Regions from separate parts of the Hordeum vulgare genome. Here region 2 is linked to region 1. The links are chromatin contacts, called in public Hi-C maps. All regions are on one chromosome and are shown on one strand. Each heading gives the region's core, a stretch centred on a gene start, on an enhancer-like site or on the middle of the called end of the contact. The rest is flanking DNA. Distances are from core to core; before and after follow the strand shown.

Region 1 (6,989 bases), core at 2,448-4,947:
TATATTCAACGAAGATCATTATCGGTTTGATCAACTATGTTGAGGATTCAGTTAACTCCGTATACATTTCCGTTTGTCTGGCGATTTGTTACCTGGCCGAGATTCTATTGCTGGTATCTCTATATCTAGTTCGATCTCGTTATCGACAAGTCTCTTTACTCGTTCATCGCTCCATAATACAATATCCTATGACTAAACTTATTAGTCACATGCTTGCAAGCTACTATGGATATCGTGTTACCGATAGGGCCCAGAGATATCTCACCGTCATACGGAGTGACAAATTCTAGTCTCGATCCATGCAACCCAACAAACACTTTCCGTAATACCTGTTGGAGCATCTTTATGATAACCCAGTTATGAAGTGATGTTTGGATACATACTAAATATAGTTTTGGTGACTAGGAGTCGTACTATCTCATTGTCTACGGAACCGATACTTGACATGAACAAAATTGTATCAATTAAACTAAGTGATACGATAATATGCTAAGCTTATGGTTGAGTGTGTCCATCACAACATTCTCCTACTAATGTGATCTCATCATCAAACAATAACTCATGTCTATGGTTAGAAAACCGTAACCATCTTTCGTTAACAAGTTAGTATAGTAGAGGCTTACTAGGGACACGATATTCGTTTATGTATCCACACATGTATTTAATTTCTGGTTAATATAATTTTAGCATGGATAATAAACATTTATCATGAACAAGGAAATATGGTAATAAAATTTTATTATTGCCTCTAGTGCATATTTAGAACACCAATACAAAAGCAAAGTTTTACTCAAACAAGTTGTTGTATCAGTTAACTTCTCATTAACACTTGGAGCCGGGCTATAACCAGAACCCTAATCACCTCTTCTTTTCTCAATTTTGTTCAAGTTTGGTACATCTGTATATAACTAATCACCGAACTTCAATTCCCTTGTTGTGTAAACACCCAATCCACACTCCTTATACTCATGTCCCACTTTACCACAATGCTTACAAAAACGTGCAGGTTTCTCATATCTCACAACATACACATGCCTCCTCTCCTTTCCTTTAATCATACTGAAGTGCTTTGTAAGAGATTCTCTAACATCATGTTTCATTCTAATCCTCACATAATCTCCTCTGGAATTTCCTCAAAGCCTAAACTTAAAGATCTCACCAGCCTTGTGAATCAATATTTCCACAACATCCTTAATGCAATACCCATTTGGAGGTTTGTGTATGTGCAAAGAAATATGCATATGAACGAACTGAACATCCTCTTCCATGCTGAATCCATCATATTAGTGAAGTAGTACAACCCAAAATCTGAATAGCCATGGCCCTCTGGAACATGATCTGCTCCCAATCGCCATGGCATGAAGCCTGCACCACGAACAGATTGACACCAACCGACATGAATCTCATTGGCTGCTCCGGATTCCAAGCTACCCGCATGTCCTTGAAGAACGCCGACTGGCTGAAGGTCTTGTTAGTATGCACCCGAGCAAGAGCCATCCAGCGTACGCGGTCCTTGATCTCTAAAATTTCGTTTTCAACCACCAGATAATCGAACACCACATCATCTAGGTCAAGTTGCCCGAAGAAATCATCTAGGTCCTTAGTTTTGCCACCTCGAGACCCACCACTCGTCATCGAGCATGTGTTCGTAGGGGCCACCATCGTAGCTTCCGTCGTGCAAAAGCCTTGCAGATCGCGGGAGAGAAGGTAGGACTCATCGGAGATTGGGAACACCAAGAGGAGACAAAACCCTGTCCAGCCACGTAGGGGCGTACGACTCAAACTTCACCTTTTCAATAGTGCTATATAGATATGGGAAATGATTTTTATCAGCCGACCGATCCAAAGCGGGGTGTCCGCCACCTCCTTTGCTTGACACGGAGCCTGGTTGACCCTCATTCACCTTTTGCAACAATGATGTTGTTGCGCAATGGTGACAACACATGATGACTGCGCACTTGCGTGACACGGCCCCAAGATGTGTCGTAATTTTTACAACATGTGTCTTGTTGCAGAAAAATAGATGCGGCGGAGATATTGTTGTAATTTTTGGGATGAGGATTTTGTTGCAAAAAATAGATAAAAAGAGGTTACGCAAGATAGGTCTTGTTGCGGGAAATTATAGAAGAAAAAGTTTTACAACAAAAAACTTGTTGCAGAAATTAGATATTTTTTAAATAAAAACATTGTTGCAAGAAGAGAGATATGCACAACTCTTATCAACGATTTGGATGGCTCGTGTGATGATGGATCTTATAAAAAGATCCGTCGACCCACGTGTAGTACGCCCCTATAGATATAGATATAGAAGTAAAGATAAGTGTGCCAAGAATGTCACTCTCACCTGGCTGCGTCCCTTTAGTTGCTGCCAAGTTACCTCCAACCATCCTTTTGCTTATTTTAGCTCGGCATTTACACATTCCATTTCGGAGGTGCTTTCCTACGTGAAGAAGCTACGTGAAAGGGACACTACTGAACGCCGTGACTGTGATGATTGCTCTAATTGGCTTTGGCCAACATGGAAGATTGGCAAGATATGGTAATATTTGGTTTGGTTGGTGGTAGTGGCAGCGGTAGTTCGTGGACGATCCTCCCATCCATGTGGTGGGTGGAGTACATTCTTTATTGTGATCGCCAAACCACGCACACCTAACATTCCGGCGCGATTGGTTCGTAGAACTCGCCGATCCCAAACGTTGCAACAAGTTTGGTTTCCGCGGCGCAAAACAAGGGCCGGCGGTGAGTTTAACAAGGGAATATTGGTCATCAGAAGTGCATTATTATTTTGATCAACCCGAGTACAAAGGAACGAGGGCATGATGCAAATCTAAAAATATAATTCTCCATGGCTTGAAGAACACAAGGATCCAGATAAGATATGCTATCGTGCAGTATAGTGGCGTACATACACTAACGCACTCGGATCACTACTACTCTACTGCTGCTAACTCGAACCTGGAAGGAGCGGGAACACGCCGGCAGGAACTTGATGGCCGGCAGCTTAACGAACACTTCATGGCTCCGGCAGCGGCAGCGCGGCAGGCACCTCCTCCATGGGCGGCGGCTTCGCCCCGTGCCTGACGATCCGGGGAGGCGGCCTCCACCAGCGCCAGCGCCGCCACAGCCTCGCGCAGTCGTACGCCTCGTCGGGCCCCTCGGCCTGCGCCCGGCACACGCGGCCGAAGACGCAGGACACCGCGGTGAGCACCAGGACCGCCGCGAGCACGCCGAAGAACGTGCCGATGGAGCCCCCGCCCTCCCGAGGCGCCCCCGGCACGGCGCCCGCCGCGGAGCCCTGGTAGTAGCCCGGCAGCGCGGGCGGCGTGATGAACATCGCTGGAGACGGCATCCACGGGGGCGGTGGCGCCGCGAAGGTGCCGGTGTCCGCCATCCCTGTCGCATCCAGGTGAGTCCAGAGCGCGATACAATACAACAGTGGCGAGTGGAGCTGAGCTTAGTCAGCTAGCGTCCGTCTGTGCCCGTGGCCCGCACGGACGTAGGACGAGCGGAAGCATGTGAGGCGGTACCGCGATAACTAAGAGGTCGGCCAAAGCGTCAGCCGCTTTGCAACGCGGCGATGTGTCGAAGGACCAGAGGATGTAGTCTCATCTCAATTCTCATGCAGGTGCAGTAAAGCTGGGGAAGAAGGGTGGGTGGGGGGACGTGTGGAGGGTGGCTTTTGCGTGGATCCATCGAGTGGCGAGCGGCGAGCGGCGAGCGGCATGGAAAGGCGGCAAAGTGTGTGCGATGGTTGTTGGTAGTCACCCCCCATGTTACGTCGTGCTCATGTGTGTAGCATCTGGATAGGAAAAGGAAAAAGAAGGGAGAGAGGGATATACGCGGACGACGGAAACACTGAACAAAGACTCTTTTGATATATATATATACTGCTCGGGTGCACAACGAAAGGGACTTTGAGAGAAGAAGATCCAAGAAGTGAAAAAGCAACGTGGGATGAGCTTTTATGAGCACTGTGATTGTACCTTGTAGTATGCATCATCTGTTTGTTTATTTTGACTTTACTTGTGGAGGTTGTGATGCATCGGATGGATAAATAAAAAGTTGCCCCCTCGGTTCACAAATATAAGGCCATGTTTGTTTCATAAGTCCTAGGACTTTTTTAAGTCTCAACTTATAAGTCATAAGTCCCTACATGTTTGTTTACAGGGACTTATAAGTCCCGAGTCCCTACCTGTTTGTTTACAGGGACGACTTATAAGTCCATGTTGCACCTAATAATACACTTGTTCATATGGATTGTCATCAGCCAACGCGTACGACACATAGGATAAGCACCGCTGCAACGAGGCTCAGGAGATGGCCTGTCCGGCGATTGGAGGCACCGCTGCAACGAACCGAGGCAGAACGAACCGAGGCGGGACGGCGACGGGGCGGCGAACCGAGGCAGAACGAACCGAGGCGGGGCGCGACGGGGCGAGAGGCGGGGCGGCGACGGGGCGGCGACGGACGAGAGGCGGGACGGCGACGGGGCGGCGAACCGAGGCAGAACGAACCGAGGCGGGGCGGCGACGGGGCGAGAGGCGGGGCGGCGACGGGGCGGCGACGGGCGAGAGGCGGGGCGAGAGGCGGGACGGCGACGGGGCGGCGAACCGAGGCAGAGCGAACCGAGGCGGGGCGACGACGGGGCGAGAGGCGGGGCGGCGACGGGGCGGCGACGGGCGAGGGGCGGGGCGGCGACGGGGCGAGAGGCGGGGCGGTGGCGACGATTGGACCGAGAGGCGGGGCGGCGTGCGGGGAACGAGCCTGGAGCGACGCGGGGTAGGTCCGGCCCGGGATAAGTCCCAATAAGCTCCTCCCTGAGAGTCTTATTTGATAAGTCCCAAATCACCACAATAAGTCCCTTGTGTTTGGTTTAGGTGGGACTTATAGGGACTTTTTTAAGTCCCTAAACCAATAAGTCCCTAGAAACAAACACCCTCTAAGATGTTCCCTTTTTTGTCAATCGGATGTACTCCCTCCGTCTCAAAATAAGTGACTCAAAAATAACTCAGTTTTGTACTAACTTTAGTATAAAGCGAAGTCATTTTTGAGTTACTTATTTTAAGATGGAGGGAATATATTAGACACAATTTAGTATGCTTCTTCACCCGTTTCAATCTGTATATATATATATAGTGCATACTAAAATATCTAAAACATCTTATAGTGCATATGGGATGGTACCCAGCTAAGACTGAGGAACAAGGGTCCGTGAAAGAAAGATGGTTGAACTGCCATAAGACAATGCAGGGGGTGTAAACCTCGAAAGATTCCTTCACATCAGGTTGGACAGTAAAAAGAAGATGAGTGGATCAAAGATGTATGTTATGTTGTTTGCTTCACAAGCAAGCACCTACATTGTCAATGCTCCACGGGCTCTACTTGTGTCATGTGTTTTAGAAAGGACAAAAATAGACTGCCTTCCATTTTCATTAATCTTGACAATAATAAACATAATCAGTAATAAATAGCAAGTCTGAACCTTGACTTAAACAGTGGTTGATGTCATGCGGGACCCAAGATGTCTAGTTTATCCAAAGTCAAAACCAGGGTGAACCTCGGAGGCCCAACGGTCAGGGGGCCCGATTACTCAGTGCCTAGAGCCACAACCAAGGGGTATCACGGATGTCCGGGGGTTAGGTTCTCGGAGAACCACCTCGAAGCTCCGGCGTATCTCTAGAGAGATGTCGAAGGGATTTTTCTAGAGGCGGTAATGAAGAGGTTTTTTGTGTGGGTTTTATATGGAAAATATAGCTCATGATCCCCACATTTATACATGACATCAAGCTTTCTTATAGTGAGGCTTTCTTATGACTCAAATGAACCCAAAAAATTGGGCCTTTTTCAATATGTCGACACGTTTTTGCTTTTCAAATCAAAGTGTGTTTCTCACCTTCGCCATTTTCATCATATGAGAGTAAATACCAAAGGATCACTTATTTGAAGTGTTAGTCACTCTAACTATATGTCATCGTCAATACTAAAACACATTTAAGGGGTTAGATGCACTTTTAGTGTTGCACCACTCGCTTCAACTCTCCGCCCATGCCTAATGTAACGATGGATGCCTTCTACCCCATGCCTGTGATCTTGCCTTCTCTTTTGTGGTATTTTAGAGTTGAGGGTGGGTTACACTCGCTGAAAGTATACTGGGATTCAGTATTGAAGTGGGAGTCACTGCTTCGAAGCAACGATGGAGGAGTTGGGAATGATGGTGAATAGTTTAGTCCCAACTCAATCATTTACTTGTGATTCATTTTGTTTATATGATATATGATGTGTGTGTGGGGGGTATCATGACGTTGCGAACATGAAAGAGAGATAAATAGGAAGCGGATGATTCAACCATGCACTCTACATGCATCCACCGTTCATCGTTACTTAGAGATTCATGCTACTTTCTCGGGTTCTCCAAAATTTATCTTCTCAAGAGCATAATATAATGTTTTGTTAGTTTTTTTCTTATTTTATGGTGTATTGTAATGTTTCATTGTTTAGCGGTAAAATAAAAATATACTGGTCATGTTTTTTTCTCTAGTTTTCATTGGTTTCTTTTATTTAAAGTGTAAACCAATGTTTTGATGTATATCATCAAACTTCAGATCCACAATTTTTGACACATTCAATGATAGATAAGGGTCCCGATATTCACCATACGTGAGGCATATTAGACATGCGACCACACGTCCTGCGTGGCATAATTAGGAGGCATCCCACACGATCATGTATGGGTGAACACTAAAATTCTCCACCCTTGTGGGAGCACCTACTTCGTGCCACACGTCCAACAACTACTACGTACTCATCCCCACTCCATGCGTGTGGCACGAAGTAAATTTGCCCACATGTCCTGGCGCAACTACGTTAGTTACCCGCGGGATAACACTTACCCCGGGGATGACAACTTTTAGTTACCCGTGATGGCAAATGTAGTTATAAAAGCATGGCAACTTCTCTGTTTTGGTAAGCTATTGTTGCCATGTCTAATT
Region 2 (6,989 bases), core at 2,198-4,697, 390 kb before region 1:
GTTCCCCAATGACTAATGGTTCCCCCGGAAGATAACTGCACACGCCCGTGTGTTTCCCCTGTTATGTTGGAAATATGCCCTAGAGGTAATAATAAAATAGTTATTATTATATTTCCTTGTTCAAGATAATCGTTTATTATCCATGCTAAAATTGTATTGAATGGAAACTCAAGTACGTGTGTGGATACATAGACAACACACTGTCCCTAGAAGTCTCTAGTTGACTAGCTTGTTGATCAAAGATGGTTAAGGTTTTCTAGACATAGACAAGTGTTGTCATGCGATCACATCATTAGGAGAATGATGTAATGGACAAGACCCAAACTGTGAACGTAGCATGTGATCATGTCGTTTTATTGCTACTGTTTTTCTGCATGTCAAGTATATGTTCCTATGACCATCAGATCATGTAACTCACTCACACCAGAAGAATACCTTGTGTGTGTCAAATGTCGCAATGTAACTAGGTGACTATAAAGGTGCTCTACAGGTATCTCCGAAGGTGTCTATTGAGTTAGCATGGATCAAGACTGGGATTTTTCACTCCATATGACGGAGAGGTATCTCGGGACCCACTCGGTAATACAACGTCACAACAAGCCTTGCAAGCAATGTGACTAAAGAGTTAGCCAGAAGATTTTGTATTACGGAACGAGTAAAGAGACTTGCCGGTAACGATATTCAAATAGGTATAGAGATACCGACGATTGAATCTCGGGCAAGTAACATACAGAAGGACAAAGGGAATATTATACGGGATTAACTCAATCCTTGACATAGAGGTTCAACCGATTAAGATCTTCATAGAATATGTAGGATCCAATATGGACATCCAGGTCCCGGTATTGGATATTGACCGGAGAGTGTCTCGATCATGTCTACAAAGTTCTCGAACCCGCAGGGTCTGCACACTTAAGGTTCGTTGACGTTTTGATATGGTTGAATTATGTATGTTGGTAAATGTTGGGGATATTATCCACCATATGACCACCCTGGAAAGCCGGGTCAAGGTGATGGCGGCTCAACATTCATACTCAATATGGGCCTTGACCCACGAAACGGAAGGCGCAAGGTCGTTTACCAATGAGAGTTGGTGGTGGCCTAAGACACGAAGATGGCAACTCATGGACCATAAGGAGAAGGTCGCCAGGAGTTTCCTTGCTTAGGGCACAAGGCGATTTAGAGATATGACAGGTCACGAATCATAACGTGATCCGGACTCTTGTAAACCTAGCGTCTCGACCTGTATATAAAGGCGGGTCTCTAGGGTTGGTAGACTTAAGTTACAATCAATCGAGAGCTAGGTCAAGCAAAATACGCACCTTTGTAATCGATTCCACCATCAATATACACAAAGCAGGACGTAGGCTATTACCTCGATCAGAGGGGCTGAACCTGGGTAAACCCGACTCTCGCTTCCGCTTAACCCCTTTGAGTCGCCACCAAGATGTGATGGCTCCATCACTAAGTCCTTTCACGAGGACATCTGTTGTGACAAAACCATGATAGTAACCGAATGTTGTTCGGAGTCTCGGATGAGATCCCGGACGTCACGAGGAGTTCCGGAATGGTCCGGAGACGAAGATTGATATATAGGAAGGGTGCATTTGGCTTCCGGAAAGATTTTGAGCATTACCCGTAAAGTACCGGGAGTGACGAATGGGTTCCGAGGTTCCACCGGGAGGGGCCACCCACCCGGAGAGGGACAAAAATAGGCCTAAGGGTGGCGCACCAACCCCTGGTGGCGACCACGGCGGTGACCACGACGGCAACACCAAAGACGACGCCCAGCCCGAACACAGAAACCACGCCAAGGACGAGCCCGACACCGGACAGTCTCGTGGCAGAAGAGCCGCACTATGTTGAGCCGGCCGCTTGATTCGTTTCATGTCTACTACCCCTTCATTTTGACCGCCGTACTATTGGGTGTGTTTGATCGCCGAACTATGGCATACTGATCGTCGACTTATGACGTGATGATTGCTGAACTAGTGGCGTCTTTTTGGTAGCGGGAAAGATAAATTTGAATTAGTTGGCATGCGTGGGCCGAAATCTGGGACGCGGCTGTAAACTCGTTCGCCCCGGGACGAAAAAAGCGTCGACGCAAACGCCAAAAGGGATTCGTCGGGTGTGCTGGGGCCCAAACGGCTGGACTTGCTCCAAGTATATTATATCTAGATGTGAAATAGCAAATTTGTTTGATTAAACACTAGAGTGAGCAATGATGCTATTGTACGTACTACATACTGTACAAGTCGTGCACCAGAATACATGGAACTCAAGAGAATAAAAAACAACCCCAAATTTGCATGCACAAGGACGTATACAAAGTCCACACAGGAAGAATTTTTTGGTGGATCGGCCATCAGACTCTGAGCAAGTAGATGCTGAGCTCGGGTCCTCCGCTGCCGTCGGGGTTCATCATGTAGAACGCCTCCGAGTCCCTCGATCCGACGACCCGCTCGAACTTGGCGCGCATGTACATCAGATCTCCCTCGCCGGCACCGGCGGCACCGTCGTCCGGGAGCACGCCTGCGCCGACGGACACCTGCTCCACGGCGCCCAGCACGCGCCACTCGTCGGCGCCGCACTCGCGGTGCACCGCGTAGCCGCACTTGAGCCCGTTGCAGTACGCGCGCCACGTCGGCTCCTCCAGCAGCGGCCGCCGCTTCTCCCCTGCACGTGTCTGCGGGTTAGTCCGTAGCTTTGGCGCTCGAGCTGCTCTCGCTGTGGTTGGCAGGCGTACGTACCTGCGTTGAGCGGCGGCTTCTCGCACTCTAGCGCGAGGCGCACGAGGCCCGAGGACATCTCCCTGACGAGCGCGCCGGTGGAGTAGGCGGCCATCTCCACCAGCAGCACCGGCGCCGATCGCGGGTCCGTCTGCAGCGCCACGTGCACGCGACCCCTCCTCCGGCCGAATATGGTGCCCGTGACGCACGACCCGAGCTGCCGGCGCCGGCGCCGGTGCGTGATCGCCGCCAGGAACACCGACCGAAGCCGCGCCAGCGCGTCCGCGCGCTTCTTCCTGGACGACGACGAGGAGGACTGGGACTGCTCGTCGATGGAAGACGAGTGCGCGGAGGACAGAGCGGCTGCCCCCGCCTCCTCCTCGTCCCCCTCGTCCTCCGCTTCCCGGCCGCTCGGCCCGCTGCGCAGCGACGCCTTGCTCGAGCGCTTCTTGAGCAGCCAAGTGAAGCTGCCGCTGCCACCGCCGCCGCTCGCGGTGGTGGCGCTCCTGGAGCTGGAAGAGGGGAGGGGCAGCGGGGAAGCCGCGCGAAAGGCTCGCGCCATGATGGGCAGCGCCGGCACTCTCTCTGCCTTTCTTTGCCGCGCCCGTCCGTGCGTGCGCGACGATAATGATTCGTGGCCGCTGGGTGGAGTATTTGATGGGGTTTTAGTGGCAAAGCCGCCTGCTTTAAGGTGGTTTGCAATTGGCAGGTGCAGGTGGAGGCACGCTTTTGGCAAAAGCGGCGAGCGCTGGGAACACCCTGCCCGGCGCGGCGTAAATACCAGCACGAGAGGTGGAGACTGAATGACCGGCGCGATGAGATTAACACGGCCGCCTGACGGACCGACCGGCCGGCCGAGCAACCGAACGGGCAGGCAGGGCACGTACGGGTACGGCGGATGGGAGAGGGCACAGGCCACAGGGTGTGTCGACGTTCCATGGTTGACGCCGATAGGTGACGTGATACCGGGGCTCGGCGTCAGTAAAAGTTCTCCGTGGCACCTTTTTCCTTTCTGGCCTGGTAATCATCGCTGCTGCCTACACTCGTGCACCTTACCCAAATGGGGCGACGGTAGTGCACCTCCAATACGATCCCATCAAAACAGACATGCTAAACGTCCACAGAGATCGAATCAACCTATAATTAGATGGTTAAAGCAGGTCGATCCAAACGGACGGTGATTTTATCCGTTTTTCGTCCGTGTGAGTCGTCCTTCGGCTTTGTATCCGTCCGGTCTATGATTTAGGTCGGCCGCACGTCCTACGGATCGACCCATGTTTATTCGCGTGGTCGGTTAGCCGATTTTTGATAAATACAAATATTTAACGGCAGACGAAATGAATCATCCGGTTGAAGTTGCTTTTAGAGGGACATTGGTACCTTCAGCTCATTAGGATTTAAGTTACAGGGCTCGTATTATTTTTGAATTTATTTAGGATTTTCAGCGATGCATATTTAATGAAAGGAGACGATGACGAGACGCCTACGGTGACTTCGTAAATCTCAAGGTGACATGTCGGCTTTAGGGCCGAATCCAGCGTATAAGCCATGGGGGCAGCTGCCCCCACTAAATTTTCGGCACCCTTTAAATATGCCAAGCTAGATGGTGATTTGCCCCCACTTAGCAAAGAAAAAAATTCTCCATCTTTATCCCCTCTAAAATTTAATCTTGGGTCCGCCCCTGGTCGGCTCAATCTTTCAAATGTGTACATAAGAATAGCATGTGCATGTGTATGTTCATGTGGATGAGTATATGCATTGTTTATATAAACGATTACGTTTGTGTTAAAAAAAAGTCCACAAAAAATGCTAGCGAAGCCGTCAACATTTTAAATGGATAATTAAACAGGCGGATGATATTTATGGAAAGCAAAGAAAATTTAAGCAATTTCATTACTCCTTTCCTTCCATAATTATTTTCGTAGTTTTAGTTCAAATTATGGAATGAAGAGAGTACATGCAAACTAGATGAGCTCAGCTGGAATTTAAAAAAGACGTGAGGTATCAGACAGTTTTATCCGTTGGGACACGCCGTAGATCGACCGTGCCAACCAAAGTAGCGCAGCTGCTACCAGGACACCACTAGCGCGTGAGTAAAACCGCTGCTTGCACGTGTACGTGCCAACTACGGACGTTTTGCTTCCCGCATGCATACGCAGCTCAGGCTATGGCCACCGGCTCAGGTGGCGGTCCCCCAGAAGCACCCACCTCTACGGCGCCGTATTATTGCATGCCGGCCACTGCCCAGATTGGCGTAAAGACGAGGAGCACTTCAAAGGGTTTGAGTTCAAGACAATGTGCGTGCTCTGCCCAGCTGCGCATGATCCACACCGTCCAGCCTCCATTGATAAATTCTGAAATCTATATAGCACAGTAATACTGCTTGTGTAGGAATCCATTTGGTCAGGGGAACAGAATCCTTTGTCATTATCACAATGGCTGAGTGACGAGCACAGGAACAAAGGCTTCACATCATATACCAAAAAATCGCTTCCTTTCAATGAGATCAGATTTCGGTTACATACAGGCAATCAATGAAAACAACTATGGCCAGACTACCTCAGGTTACGGATCAGCAAAACTGCAGCTTGCTAGAACGGCATTTCCAAGCTGCACAAGAGCGATATGCGCTTATAAGAACGACAGGCGCAAGGTTAAACTCATCTAACTCTATAGTATGTACAGGGGTAACACGGACAGGTATACACAGGATTGGGCTACTAGGTCTAAACGTTAGCTGTCACCGCTATCTACAAGCATGGACACAAAACGCCACGATTCTTCTCATCCAGCACATGCACCGATCAATTGCCGCCATGCAACCTGCTCACTGGAAACATTGCCTCTCTTTGCTAGCGAAAGCATTGCCTTCTCTCATCAGCTTTGAACCAATCAAACTTATGCAATTGCAGGTAGAGCACCCTGATGGATTCCAGCACATTCAGGTCCAAGTGCAGAGCTGCTGCATCATAAATCCCAGCTATAGGCGTACCCGCTATAGCAAATACCCTGAAACGGTTAGAAGGTCCGTCGGTTAGCTGAATTCCAAAAAAAGAAAAATCTAAACCAATGCAGCAGCATGTAGCTGCACACCAGATAGGATGTTTATAGTTTAGAGCACACTGCAGCATTAGACCATACTGCTGCAGGAAACAGGCATAGCAGAAACATAGTCAACTGGCAAGGATCAAGCGCTTACCCATTTCCTGGTCTTCTTGAACCCACAGCTGGACTCTGCGTCACTCGGGCCCCAAAGAGCCTGGGCTAAACAGCTGTGAGGCACAGCAATCAGTAGCAAACGCATGGAGTCTCAATCTTGCACTAAACAGCTTCTAGTTTGATTGGTGCTTTTGTAAAAACTGACAAAACAAAAGGTGCTTCCTCCCCTGGATGGATAGTTGTTGGCACAATTGTGTATCCTTTCGGGTAAGGTTCCAAGACCAATTCACACGATATCTCCCTTGAGTTTACGTAATCTGTCCCACCAACCGATTCATGCATGTAGATATTGTAAGCAGCACGACAGCCCCTTGTCTTGAGTATCCTCATTCCAATATAGAACATGGAAGAATCATGACTAGATTGGTAGTTCCTGAAACCATTTGTCTTTCTAGAGAAACCAACACCCTGACAAGCAGAAGTTTGTGTCAAAATCAGCATCAAAGTGCTCCCTTCAAGTCTTATACTCCCTCCGTCCCAAAATTCTTGTCTTAGGTTTGTCTATAAATGGATGTAGGTGTATCTAAATACCAAAACGTGACTACATACATTCATATCTAGACAAATCTAAGACAAGAAGTTTGGGACGGAGGGAGTATTAACATGCAGATGGCGCATACCTGTGTAAGGGTAATAAACACATGGACAGGATACAGTGCATCACGTCCTGTTACCCTAAGTCGATACTGAGGATTTTGATGCCAAGAGTCATAATCTTGGCAACCACCTGCACTGTAGCCACGCCATTGCCCATGGACAGAATAGCGCATTTCAGGTGGATAAACACGACAAACATATATTGATCGAAAGTGGATCTGAAAATCTTGCCAAGACATCCAGAATACACCATTCTTCGACTGCAACACCAATAATAGATAATAAGATAGTATGGTGAGTTGTAAATTCAAATGCAGGTGCCTGTTTTTCCGAAAGACAATATAACCAAAAATTGCAGGGATGGCTATTGAAGTATTGATAATAAGATATTTTTAATTTTCACACTATTCTGTTTACTTGATTGCTTAGACACTGAGATGGTAA

Evidence for each region. A called contact is a pair of places that touch in the nucleus more often than the background predicts.
Region 2: a contact with region 1 is called in a Hi-C map of seedling, with 2.5 times the contacts expected there. The contact joins the promoter of LOC123401575 here to the enhancer-like site in region 1. A contact is called at or near these places in 2 of 6 Hi-C or Micro-C datasets (leaf and seedling).

The regions. Positions count from the first base shown.
Region 1 is chr6H:466,943,134-466,950,122 of MorexV3_pseudomolecules_assembly, reverse strand. No RefSeq gene overlaps it. Among protein-coding and RNA genes, the nearest start is that of LOC123402581, 150 kb to the right of the region's middle. Within about 2 kb of position 3,697, at least 3 of the 3 cell types and tissues checked have open chromatin away from gene starts, as enhancers often do. A contact at or near this core is called in leaf and seedling, where this site is marked.
Region 2 is chr6H:467,329,352-467,336,340 of MorexV3_pseudomolecules_assembly, reverse strand. LOC123401575 (protein MIZU-KUSSEI 1-like) reads right to left here and starts at 3,447. Exons shown (of 2, transcript XM_045095404.1): 1 at 2,751-3,447; 2 at 2,132-2,676. The coding sequence starts at 3,291. The coding sequence ends at 2,366. It overlaps LOC123401574 (calpain-type cysteine protease ADL1), which reads right to left. Exons shown (of 32, transcript XM_045095403.1): 30 at 6,569-6,805; 31 at 5,929-6,356; 32 at 5,207-5,738. The coding sequence ends at 6,051.